Regions from separate parts of the Mus musculus genome. Here regions 1 and 2 are each linked to region 3. The links are chromatin contacts, called in public Hi-C and HiCAR-type maps. All regions are on one chromosome and are shown on one strand. The core of a region is the stretch at or near the end of the contact, and the rest is flanking DNA. Distances in the headings are between cores, read along the strand shown. Region 1 holds the start of Ptpn18 (protein tyrosine phosphatase, non-receptor type 18). Region 2 holds the start of Pdcl3 (phosducin-like 3). Region 3 holds the start of Cox5b (cytochrome c oxidase subunit 5B).

The links. A called contact is a pair of places that touch in the nucleus more often than the background predicts. HiCAR-type assays count read pairs that join an accessible place to other places.
Region 1: a contact with region 3 is called in a HiCAR-type map of astrocytes, with 4 times the contacts expected there. The contact joins the promoter of Ptpn18 here to the promoter of Cox5b in region 3. A contact is called at or near these places in 1 of 115 datasets of contacts at active chromatin or transcription factors (astrocytes) and 1 of 9 other capture datasets (adipose tissue).
Region 2: a contact with region 3 is called in a Hi-C map of B cells, with 5 read pairs. The contact joins the promoter of Pdcl3 here to the promoter of Cox5b in region 3. A contact is called at or near these places in 1 of 39 promoter capture datasets (liver) and 1 of 484 Hi-C or Micro-C datasets (B cells).

The regions. Positions count from the first base shown.
Region 1 is chr1:34,457,570-34,461,892 of GRCm38.p6, reverse strand. Ptpn18 (protein tyrosine phosphatase, non-receptor type 18) reads right to left here and starts at 2,147. Exons shown (of 15, transcript NM_011206.2): 1 at 1,977-2,147. The coding sequence starts at 2,069. Gm32504 (a long non-coding RNA gene) reads left to right here and starts at 858. Exons shown (of 4, transcript XR_373299.3): 1 at 858-2,134; 2 at 2,230-2,472; 3 at 2,629-4,323.
Region 2 is chr1:38,986,168-38,990,322 of GRCm38.p6, reverse strand. Pdcl3 (phosducin-like 3) reads right to left here and starts at 2,509. Exons shown (of 6, transcript NM_026850.4): 1 at 2,474-2,509. The coding sequence starts at 2,479.
Region 3 is chr1:36,690,027-36,694,119 of GRCm38.p6, reverse strand. Cox5b (cytochrome c oxidase subunit 5B) reads right to left here and starts at 2,633. Exons shown (of 4, transcript NM_009942.2): 1 at 2,431-2,633; 2 at 1,836-1,909; 3 at 1,570-1,669; 4 at 732-923. The coding sequence starts at 2,533. The coding sequence ends at 811.

The sequences.
Region 1 (4,323 bases), core at 898-3,397, 2.2 Mb after region 3:
GCTGGTACCTCCAGCTTCAGGGATTCAATAGCCTTTTCTAGTCTCCAAGAGTATCTATATACACACATGCATACATACATATATAGCTACATGCGCCAAATAAAAATTAAAAATACTTTAAACAAGGTACAGCATGACAATATGCTATAGATATGAGGTATAACATGTAGGAAGATGCTATAGGTGCTTTATAGCTGTTGCATTATTATAACTGGTGAAGAGTACCGCTCTTATCGGGTGCTCATATTTGCAATGACTGGCATTGTGTTTGGGCCACCATTCCAAAGTGGTTTACTTATGTTGGTCAGGTTTTTCCAGCCCCCAGAGACACCTTCTTCCTGTTTATGCATATCTTCTTGCTTATAAAATGTATACTTTATGCTAGTAGTTCTTCTGTTACAGCATTTACATATGAAAATTATCTAGACTCACATTTAACCTGTCCATATGCTTGTGTGTATATTTACTTACTAACTTAATACATTTGGTTTGGGTTTTTTGTTTGTTTGTTTGTTCGTTTGCTTGCTTTTTGGGTTTTTTGGTTTGGTTTGGTTTTAGGTTTGCGAGACAGGATTTCTCCGTGTAGCCCTGGCTGTCCTGGAACTCACTCTGTAGACCAGGCTGGCCTTGAACTCAAGAGATTCACCTGGCTCTGCTTCCCAAGTGCTGAAATCAAAGGTGTGTGCCATCATCACCCTGCTATAAATTTGGTTCTTATTAATGTTTGTTGTATCTGTTGTGGTGTTTGGTTGCTTTGTTGGGTTTTTGTTTGTTTGTTTTGCTTATTTAGTTAGTTGGGGTTATTTTTTTTGTTTGGTTGGTTTTTTTATTGTTTTAGAGACAAGGTCTTCCTACATATCCCTGGCTGTCCTGGAGTTCACTGTGTAGACCAGACTGACCTCAGACTTACAGTAACCTTCCTTTCCCTGCCTCCAAGTGCTAGGATTAAAGGCATGCACCACCACCAGAGTTTCACTGTTACTGGTTTACATATTGGCCTGTGTAAACTATCTTTTTCATTCTTTGAAACAATCTCCAGAGTATTCCAGAGTGGTCACAAAATTATGTAATTCAGGCTGGCCTTGAACTCATGGTTATCCCCCGGTTTTAGGCTACCAACTGCTAGAATTACAGGCATGTGCCACCATGCCAGGCTGTAAGTGATCATTTAATGTCACACTTATTTTTATATCATTGTCATTTACATTTCTAAGTTTGAGATAGTGTATTACGTATTTGGATCATGTCACTCTATTTAAAATACGTCATTACATGTTGTGTGCCATGGCTGTTGAGTGGCAGTAGCTCTCACAAGCTTGATTGGCCCGAGGTAACGTTTACAACCTTTGTAAACCATGTTAAAGGCAGGTGCATACAGTTAATATAGCCAGTGAATACCCAACGCGTGCTAGGTGCATCTACCCAAACCACCTAATTTTCAAACCGGCTTGTCTTTTATCATTCACAATTCAAAACAGGTGAAAATGAAGTCAGAGCTCCCAGGGCCACAGTTCTGAAAAGCCCTAGGATAGACTGGTAACGCGAAACCTAGGCTAGGCTACAAGTTTCCTCGTTCCTCTTTCTGCTGCCCCAAACCACTTCCTCCCTGGGATTACAAGGTGACCCAGGAGTGGCCCGGGTTGGGGACTCGAGTCCAGCGCAGGTGTGTTGCCTCCCTCCACGGCGGAAGCCACGGCCCCGCTAGGGAGAAGATTGCACCGGGAGCTCGACACCGACACCTGAGTGTGTCTGGCTCCTCCTAAACAGTAGCCGTCTTCACCCTCTGGGCACCTGTGGGCAAAGTGCGGAAGGCTGGGAGAGTCAGGGTGAGAGAAGTGCGGGAAGAGGAAAGCCGAGAGCAGGAGGGAGGAGACGCCCCGGGAGCTGAGAGGAAAAGGCAGAGCTTTCATATTGCACAGGTGGACAGCCGTGGGGAGCGCCTGGCTGCGAAGCTTGATGGCTGGAGTGTCACTCACGCTGAACTCACGAGCGAGGATTGCCCCCTCCCGGTAGTCCCGGGCCTCCAGCTGCTCCAAGAAGCTCCTCACCAAGTCCGTATGGCGACTCATGCTGCGACCCGCTCTGAGGTCTCCCACAAGGAGTGATCCGACTCCGAGAATTTAGCCACTGCGAGGTGGGGCCTCCATTCCAGCAGCCAATGAAGACCGGTAATTGGCAGGCTCCTCGGCCAATGGCACTAGGAGTTCACTCCGTTCGTCCCGCCCATAGGTGCTGGCTGCCACCGCAGCCGAACTGGCCGTCCAAGTAGCTGCGGGTCCCGCAATTCCCCACTGGCGCCTCGGGTGCTTCGGCTGCCGTGAAGCTGGTGGAGTCCGCACGGAACGCTCAGTCCCATTGGCCTTTCCAGGGGGATGGCTGCGCTCTCAATCTCGCAGGCCGGGTTCCCAAGGTTGCTCCGGAGTCCTGCGAGCGCTGAGGTTCACAGTCGTGCGACAGCGGAATATGAGAGAGGTCGGGGACTTCGAATAAATATATTCCCTGCACTTTGCTCTGGGAAAAGGCCTATTTCTGAGGGTAGGGGGTGTGATTTCACTTTTGGAACCTGCTGGAAAAGCGGGGACACCAGGATTCAGTCCTAACTTGTGGATCTTAACCCATACCCCTCAGGGAGGAAGAGACTAGAGAGGCATTGGGAGGAAAAGTGGTCTCAACACTCACTCCGTCCCCCTTCAGGAGTTTGAAGAAGATCTTATGCTGAAGCTCCTGGGGTCCTGGAGACTAAAGACTGGAGAAGAGCCGTGCTAAGGTTTGTAGCTGAATTGGTAGAGTGCCTGTCCCAGCATTCACAAGGTGGAGGCAAGAAAATCAGAAAGTCAAGGTCACCCTAGCTTACATTGTGAATTCAAAGTTAGCTTGTGATGAAATCCTGTCTCAAAGTTAAAAAAAAAAATGGAAGAAAGGAAGGAAGGAAGGAAGGGAGAGAGAGAGAGAGAGAGAGAGAGAGAGAAAGGAAAATGTTTTAATGATGGTGGAATGGTTCAGTAGGTAAATGCCTTGCCACTAAATAAACATGACAACCTGGATTTGATACCTAGGACCCACATGGTGGAAGGAGAAAATCGACTCCAGAGTGTTGTCCTTGGACAACTACACAGGCTCTATAGTGAGGGTGTATCTCCCTACACACAAAAGAAAATAAAAGGGGGTTCTTTCCAAAACAGGCTTCAGCAGATGGAGTAGCACCACCTGCAAGGGAACCAAAGAATTTCAAGCATTGCCAACTCTCTGTTGAGGGAGGGCTCTGAGGAGATCCGTTTGGGGTCGTGTGCAAAAGTAGGGCTAAGGCGAATTGAAAGTGCTTTAAGCATGCTGAGCGGAGCGGTGGTGGCACACGCCTTTAACCCCAGCACTTGGGAGGCAGAAGCAGGTGGATTTCTGAGTTCGAGGGCAGCCTGGTCCACAGAGTGAGTTCCAGGACACCCAGGGCTATACAGAGAAATCCTGTCTCGAAAAACCAAAAAAAGAAGTGCTTTAAGTCACTGGAAGATGAGTGGGATCATTGGTAAAAGGCTGTCAACTTGGTCATCACAGTGTTTAAATGAAGGAATGGATAGCATCTTTAAAAGCCAGACAAGACTTTATTGGGTTTTATCGCTAGATCTCTGTCTTACGTCACTGTGGGTCTGCCAGTGGTGGCAATGCAAAACAGCCAGATAGTATGAGGGTGATAGTATGAAAACTTTTTCACTGAAATGGGGAAGATGGCAGTAAGATGGCTCAACAGGTAAAGGTCTTGCAGCCACACCTATTAATAAGTGCTGCATCCCCTGACACACATGGTAGAAGGAAAAAAAATCACTTCCATACAGTGTCCTCTGACCTCCTTATGCCTTGTGCAGAAGCACTCAAGTAAATGTAATTTTTTTAAAAAATGCTAGGAGGGCTGGAGTGATGGCTCAGCAGTTAAAAGCACTGACTGCTCTTCCAGAGGACTGAGGTTTGAGTCCCAGCACCCACACAATGGCTTGCAAACACCAGAAACTTGAGTTCCAGGGGACCCAATGCCCTCTTTTGGCCTCCACAGCACCAGGCTTGCACATTGCGCAGATATACTGGCAGATACATAAAAATAAATTCTTTCTTTCTCTGAGACAGGGTTTCTTTGTGTAGCCTTGGCTGACCTAGAACTAGTTCTGTAGATCAGACTGGCTTTTAAGTCACAGAGATCCACCTGTCTCTCTACCTTGAGAGTGCTGGGATTAAAGGCATGTGCCACCACCAACCAGCCAAATAGAATTTTTAAAAGTTTTAGAAACCACATTGACACCAATCATTGGATTTTTGTCGCAATTTTTTTTAAAT
Region 2 (4,155 bases), core at 1,260-3,759, 2.3 Mb before region 3:
GAGGCCCATTGGACACGCAAACTTTATATGCCCAGTACAGGGGAACGCCAGGTCCATAAAAGGGGAGTGGGTGGGTAGGGGAGAGGGGGTGGGTGGCTATGGGGGACTTTTGGTATAGCATTGCAAATGTAAATGAGCGAAATACCTAATAAAAAATGGAAAAAAAAATATATAAAAAAAAAAAAATGGGCACCGGCACAAGCTGCACACTGTTATGGAGACAAGCTGTGTCGTGTGCACTGAGCAACAGGCTGTTGGTCCACGGGGTTATATGGACCGAGTTTACAGAGGTGGATGCTCCAGAGAGGGCATTTAATTATATGAGGGTGGAATGGAGTCAGCAAGAGTGAAAGAGAAAAAGAAAACAGCAAGCTTTAACTTTAATTAAGTGTGATTAACAAGTTTACTTAGGAAATATTATGTTACACAGGAATAAGAAAACAAAATTAGAAACTGCCTCTGAATTGAGACAACAGAGCTAAAACTGAACTACAGATAGTGGGTAGTCTTATGAGAACTCGCCCCGAGCTACAATCATCTGAAGAACAAGATTCTCTTTTTTTAAGACTTATTTATTTATTTTATGTATGTAAGCACACTGTACTTGTCTTCAGACACACCAGAAGAGGGCATCAGATCCCATTACAGATGGTTGTGAGCCACCATGTGGTTGCTGGGAATTGAACACAGGACCTCTGGAAGAGCAGACAGTGCTCTTAACCGCTTAACCATCTCTCCAGTCCTAGGGCATTTTTCTTAATTGGTGATAGATGAGAGAGTTTGTCATTGTCAGAGTGACCACCGCTGGGCTGGTGGCCCTGGGGTCTATAAGAAAAACAGGCTGAGCAAGCCACAAGGAGCAAGCCAGTGAGCAGCACCCTTCCAGGGCTACTGCATCAGCTCCTGCCTCCAGGTTCCAGGTCTGCTGAGTTCCTGGCCTGACTTCCTTCAGTGATGGACTGTGATATAGAAGTGTGAGCCCAATTAACCCTTTCTTCCCTGGATGCTTTTGACGGGTGGCGGTAGTGACCCTAAGACCCTGGCTCCTGCTGCTGTCGACTGCTTATCCCTTCCTTTTTCTCAAAGGGGTGAACATCCACCAGTTCCCCTTCCTTGAGAAGTGACCGCCAACGATACAGCAAACACTGTCTTAACCAGAAACCTGCGCATTTCAGCTTCAGAAAAAACAAACAAACAAACAAAACCCCAAAACACCAGGAGACGACTGGCTAACCCTACATAAACCATGAAAGGTGTCTGCTTGAAGCTGGGCCTCTCTAAACAACAGGTCAGAGCTACGCAACGATACAGCAAACACTGTCTTAACCAGAAACCTGCGCATTTCAGCTTCAGAAAAAACAAACAAACAAACAAAACCCCAAAACACCAGGAGACGACTGGCTAACCCTACATAAACCATGAAAGGTGTCTGCTTGAAGCTGGGCCTCTCTAAACAACAGGTCAGAGCTACGCACTAATTAAAGAAGGTTTATCTGAGTCCTGAGAACTCTTCCCCAACGAGAGGAACCTGGAGACCAAAGGAAGTTACATTCCAGGCAGAGGGACCTGAAAATGCAAAAACGCTGTGACATGCTGACTGACCATCTGTCTGTCCTGAGAGCCTGCAGTAGACTTGGGGAAGAGGAAGACTGTGGCTAGACCCACAGACTTCCCTAAGCTTTAGAGTCTAAAGGATAAATCTGAGAATAGCAGACGCCTGGCCTGCTCCAGAGTCACTCCTGACGGCTAATGTTTAGTAAGCACAAAATACTAGGTATATCCCTTTACTTGAGCCTGTTCTTGCCTCCCAGGTGTAGGTGTGGCCGGCTTGCTGAATGTGTAGATGACCACCCCCTCCAGTCCCCAAGGTCTGTCTCTTAAGCCGGAGCCCACAACTACACGGTCCATCTACCCTCCATCCAGACTCTTCAGAATCCTTAAACACAGCCACATAGAAGGTTGGCGACAAAGTGGCTGACGCATACTTTTGCTCTTCTAAGGCTATTCCGATGCGGTTCTCTAACACACTTTCTTTGGGCTTTTGTCTAATTCCAGCTCAAAAAAGGAAAAAAAATTGCTAAGGAGTTCCACCTTTCTTCATATTAGAAATTAACAATAGTCGTGAGGCCTAGAGTTCAGATCTGGAAACCAGAAAGCACTCCCAACGGACCATCTAGAGTCAGCTCTAGATGGCAGGAGGGTCGGGGCCTTCATCAGGCCTGGAGGAGAACGAGCCCAAAGTCCGGTGCCTACCAAAGGACAGAGATTTGCGGGGCAGGACGCACCGGAGCAGGAGTGCCCAGCCCAGGAGGCCGGAGGGACCGCACCCGCCCTCTCGCAGTGCGCCTGCGCCGGGCCTCCCCGCAGTCCGCCGAGTTCTGTAACTAATCCATGTAGACCCGGCTCCGGGTCTGGCGCGAGCCCACCAAGCCAAACGACCGCAGACTTGGGGTCCCGAGCTCGCCACACTCACCTGCATCTTGCCTTCAGTCACTCAAACCAGCCCTCTGCCCCAGCCCCTCCGCTCCTCTCCGCGCACGCGCGGCACCGCCCCCTCCGGTCTTCTCCCCGCCCCCAGGCACGAAAAGGGCGGAGCCAAGGAGGAAGTGAAGACTGGAGTCTGCGCCTGGTCCTCAGGAACCCGGGCGAAGGCTGAGAGCGTTGGAATGACAGGCCGTGCCTCCGGTGGGTGGGACTATAGGGTGACGTCATTCGGGCCATGTCCAGGCGCTACCTTGTTAGGGAAAGTGGCTGGTTGTTTGGGGCTGACCCGAGGTAAGCATAGGTTCTGCGACTTCCCGGGCCGCCAATCGGAGCCTGTCGGAAGCAGAATTGCCTGACAGTGACCCGATGCTAGGATTAAAAGTGACCCGGGTCACCTGGAGGTCACACACCTTCTCTGTTGAATGGGATGAATTGCTTATTGGGTTTGTTTACTGAGCTCACTGGGTTTGTTTAGAGCATAGTCTAACCTCTGCGGTTACAGCATCAGATTTGAGAAACCGGTGGAGTGGGGAACGCCTGGGCTCCACGCCCCTTCACCCTCACAAAAGGAAAAGGCCACAGTGAGAATCATTTTCTCTGGTTAATACCAGACTCGTGTGACCCTGAGCAAAAGCACAGGCTCCAGGGCGATCCACAGCATTCGGAGCTGGAACTGAGAGCACGGGAGTTAAAAGGCCTTCCACAGCCCTGGACTACCTTGCTGCCTCTGCTCAAGCACACACCGTGGGTACACTTTGGAATTACCAAGGAGCTTTCAAAACTGCAGGTGTCTAGGTGTGGTAGTTCACATCTATAATTCCAATACTCAGGAGACCCAGCCAGGGCTAGAGAGTGAACCTCTGTCTATAAAAACAAACAAAAACTACAGTTACACTAAGGTGTTATTTCCAGACAACTTAAATCCCTGCAGCTGAGGACTCGGAACTGATAATTTCTGGGGAATAATCACTAATATAGAAAAAAAATTACACTATTCCCTGAAAAAAACAAGGAGCATGGATTTAATTTAACCCAACACATTCCAACCAGATTACAGACAGACCTTTTAAAGTGTTAATTAATTTGCCTAGTGTTGTGAATGAATTTTCCCAGTTTTCACTTCCAAAATCAGTTTGTGAGATAGTTTAACTTGAGGGACTTTGATCACAGGCTTCTCTCCACCGCACAGCAGTAAAGCAGGTGTGGTTTGCCCTTTCCTTGCTCCAGGTGGATCCACTGAAAGATGTATCCTGGTGTATTGGAAATAATGTTCCCAGTTGCTTTTTACAGCAGGTGTGCTTCAGAACAATCCCCTGTTAACTCATTGTCTTGACTTTTGGTTTTATTACATTGACTACAACATGGATAAAGTCTTTAACTGAATACACACGAGAAACAAACTGTTCAGCTGAGCCTTTAATTGGAGATTACATCATGAGTTCTGAGACAAGCCTCGGCCACAGCATGACACTGTGTATAAATCTTAGTTGACTGGGGAAGGTATGTAGACCTTCTATGAAGGACGTAGGAAACACTGGATAGTCATTTGGAGGCAGATAAAACTGAATTCCTACTTTACGGCATACACTACAATTTAAAGAAGAAAACTCATTAAAGGAAAACATGGGCTAACTTAACTTTTTTAAAGACGGGGTTTTGCTATGTAAGCCA
Region 3 (4,093 bases), core at 1,384-3,883:
AGGCACCAATACTAAGCTCCAATCATCACTGTTATTTTATAGAGTGAGGTCTAGGTCACCCAGGCTCAGGTATCGTCTCACGGCAGTCTCTCAAGTGACTGGGACTTCCATGACCGGGTCCAGCTCAGTGCGTCTCTCTTTCTTCATTCTCCCTTTTAAAGGGAACCACTGACAGGTGCAGAGATCACAGTGACAGTTCTCACTGGAGGACAGAGTGGGCTGGAGCTCTGTAACGTCCTTCCCCTAAGTCCTGCGTCAGGGTTAGTGTCTCTGTAGCATATGGCCCAGTTATTCAGTCATTAGCAGGGCAAAACGGAACCATGAAGATCTGAGCAAGGTCAGCATATTGTCACTGCTCTTGCCCCTAACAATCCCCCTTGGTTTTTGCCCCCTCTACATTATATAAAAGTTAAAATTTAAAAGAATTTTTAGCCAGGCTGTGGTGGCAGATACTTTTAATCCCAGCACTCAGAATCTGAAGTCAAGGCAAGCCTGGTCTACAGAGTGAGTTCCAGGCCAGCCAAGGCTACACAGAGAAAAGAGAAACCCTGTCTCGAAAAGCAAACAAATAACAGCAACAACAAAAAGTTTAAAATTTTTTAAAAATAAAATTCTAACAATTCTATACTGGTTTTACATTCTAAGTGGATGCCAAACTAGTATTAAGAGATAGGTGGTCTCAATATATATATATTAAAAAAAAAAAGACTATAGACATAAGACTAGCCAGCTATGGGAGGAGCCAGTGCAATGGCTAATCTTTATTAGAGAGAAGTTTTTCTTTACATTCTGAAAAGATAACACAGGGGCTCAGTGGGCCATTTGGTGGGGCACCAGCTTGTAATGGGTTCCACAGTTGGGGCATCGCTGACTCTCGCCTTTGTGCAGCCAAAACCAGATGACAGTACAGTTGTCCTCTTCACCTGAAAGGGAAAGACGGTTGACAGTCATCCAGCGTCCATGTACAGAGGGAGGCTTTCAGCATTCACCTCTTTCCTACAGACACTTCGGACACAGCAACAAAACTGCCACTGACTAGGAGACCACTTCACGCTCCGCTCCTTCAAATGAAAAAGCGGGGATGCATTTACCTGTGAGTAAGATAACCTTGTATGGGGTCACTGTAGGTTCTAACAATTCCAGTCCCTATGCAAAATTCCAAAACAGGATCTGTACTCATGTGTATCCCTAGTGCTTGAAACAAACAGTACCTGGCATATGTATGTACATACGTGTGTGTGTGTGTGTAAATAATCTGGGCTGGAAAGATAGTTCAGCAATTAAAAGCATGGACTGCTCTTCCAGAGGACCTGAGTTCAATTCCCAGTAGCCACAGCAAAGTGGCTCACAGCCTTGCTTGTAACTACAGCTCCAGGGTCATCTGCCTTCTGTGACTTCTCATGCATACTGAGACTTAAGACAGTCAACAACCCTTACAACAATGTATACACATATTTACATTTTTACACACATACAGTCCATCATACACACATATCTGAAGCAATTTATAGACATTCTGTGAGGCAGGTTATAAACAAATGGGCCAGAAAATAAAAACAAAGTGCTTACAGATGCAGCCCACTATTCTCTTGTTGCTGATGGACGGGACTAGATTAGGGTCTTCCTTGGTGCCTGAAGCTGCCTTTGGAGGTAGCATATTGTATGGGTCCTGAAAGAGACAAGAGTTGACTATTTATGACAGATAACGCCTGCCACTGCACTGCAAAAGGGCCGTTCCTACAAGCTGGGTTGTCAGGACCAGACGCTGGCTGACAGGAACTCCTCTAATCCCATCCAAGCCCCAGGGCTCCAGAGGACACAGCATTTCTCCTTACCAGTCCCTTCTGTGCTGCTATCATGATCTCCCTCTCCAGCCCAGTAGCCTGCTCCTCATCAGTGGGGACACCACCTAGAAGAAGAAAAATGAGCTACGGCAATTGATATGACCACGATGGATACACGATAAAAAGATCAACACGGGAAAGGTGACGTTATCCGCTTCTTTGGTGGGTTCCCAAGCTACCCATTCCCACAGTCCCCTAAGCCCACTGAGGCATGACTCCCAAGCCATACCGTTTTTCCCTTCCCACCGCGGAAGCTTGGTTGTCGACTTTCCCTACAATCAAGTCATGAGAGTATACTGGCTGGTGGCGGGCAAGGGATTTGAATGTTGGTCCAGCGCTTTTTCAGCCCTCCAAGTCCTTGTGTTCCAAGGTCACCCGGCACCTTCCAGTGAGGGCACTTTGAAAGCGGGTTCGATCGGGTGGGCGGCCGAAATTACAGCAAGACCGGACAGAGCGCCGGCTCCCGGAGCCTAAGGTGGTCAGCAGGGCTCGAGAGAACGCTAATGGCCGACCCCGCTCGACCGCCCATCACCAACCACGCCGGAGGCCATGGACACCGGCCTGTCCCGCCCAGCTGGTCACGTACCTCCAGAAGCCATGGAGCGGGTCACGGCCGCGCCACGGGGGCCGTGGGCCCTCAGGGCCTGCGCCGCCAAAGCGCCCACTCCGCGAAGTAACCTTGAAGCCATCTCGCCCGAGACAAGCAGATGCACTTCCGGGAACAGGCTGAGCAAGATGGGCGGGACTTCCGTTGGTGGGAGTCTAACAACGCCCGGTCAGTCTTCCGCTTCCTGCCCCGACCAGCCGAAGCAGCGCTAAAAGTAGACGCCGCACATGCGCAGTTCTGCCTCTTCGTGGGCCGCGCAGACTCCCGCCGCCTCCGGGGCGTGGCGTCAGTCACCCTGACAGCTAGCGGCTTTCGGGTTCATGACCTGTCCGCTTGAGTGTTCGCGCCCAGTGTCCCAGCCACATAGTAGTTCTTGTAGTGGAGGTGCTGTGGAAGCCGAAGTTCCCGCAGTCAAGGGCTTCCACCACGAATCATACAACCTTGGGCGTGAGCTCAGGAAGCCTGTTGTGTTTGTTATGCCTGTTAGCCACGGGTTCGAGACTGCAGACAGCTTTAGTTGTTACCAAATTGTTGCAATGGCCCACTCCGTCAGAAATTGACAGTACACCCCCCCACACACACAGTCTTAGCCTCAATTCCCTCCTCCACTCTGTTTTGTTTTGTTTTTTAAGCACGGTATCACTATGTAGCCTGGCTGACCTTTAACTCCCTATGTAGATCAGGGTGGTCTAAAGCTCACAGAGATCTGGTTACCTCTGCTGGGATTAAAGCTGTTGCACCGTCCTCAGTTTTCCTCCTATAGTAATGTTATGGGAGGTGATGGTGTTGGCCCCAGGGACAAGGATGAGGGGGGTGCGGGGGGTGCGGTGCAGAAGGGCTTTGGAGGCATAGATGTAGGATACCTCCTGATGGCCACTCCACCACGATGAGGATACTAGGAGGAGGAGGGACAGAAAGAAAGTTAATAATGCAACTGGAAATGACAATAGGCACCGTGGCCAGAAGTCTCTAATTTAGACAGAAAACGTCCTCCATTGCTCAGTGTTGCACACAGGTAAAGCCTGACAACTCACGGCAGAGCGTTCACTAGATTTCCAAACACTGGCTTCTTCGATTTATTCTCGTTGTGGAACATTCCTGAAACACTATGGCTGCATACAGTATCTATGCTTCCCTAATTGCGTCCCAGTGATGAAATCTTAAGTACCTTGCAGAGGCCTGACATAATAATATCAAATGACTTTTAGTAAATCCTGCCGCTTGGACCAAAAATATAGTTTATAGAGCTTGTGACTACAAAAGGTCAAGTTGAGGAAAACTACAAAGGACTAAATTCCTGGGTGTTGTCACCTACCCCTTGTAGGTTATTTTCAAAAGGGTCTGGTGGAACATTCCTTCAGAGGAACTAACCTGGTCTTCATGGCTGCCCTCAACCAAGAAAAAAAAATAGCCTATAATGAGGCACCAAATTTCTTGACTGTGAAGATGGGCTTACACTTTGCATAGTTTTCATTTTTACTTCCTTGTCTCCACTACAATCATCTGGATTAATTCCTAATTCAAGGCATCTTTCCTCCAATGAACCCATTATTGATTTGTGTCCACATTAAGAGGGAAAACCCCAGTCAGCCCCATCAGCCAGCTCCACCATCTTTCCTCCTTTAGAGAACACTCAGGAAAA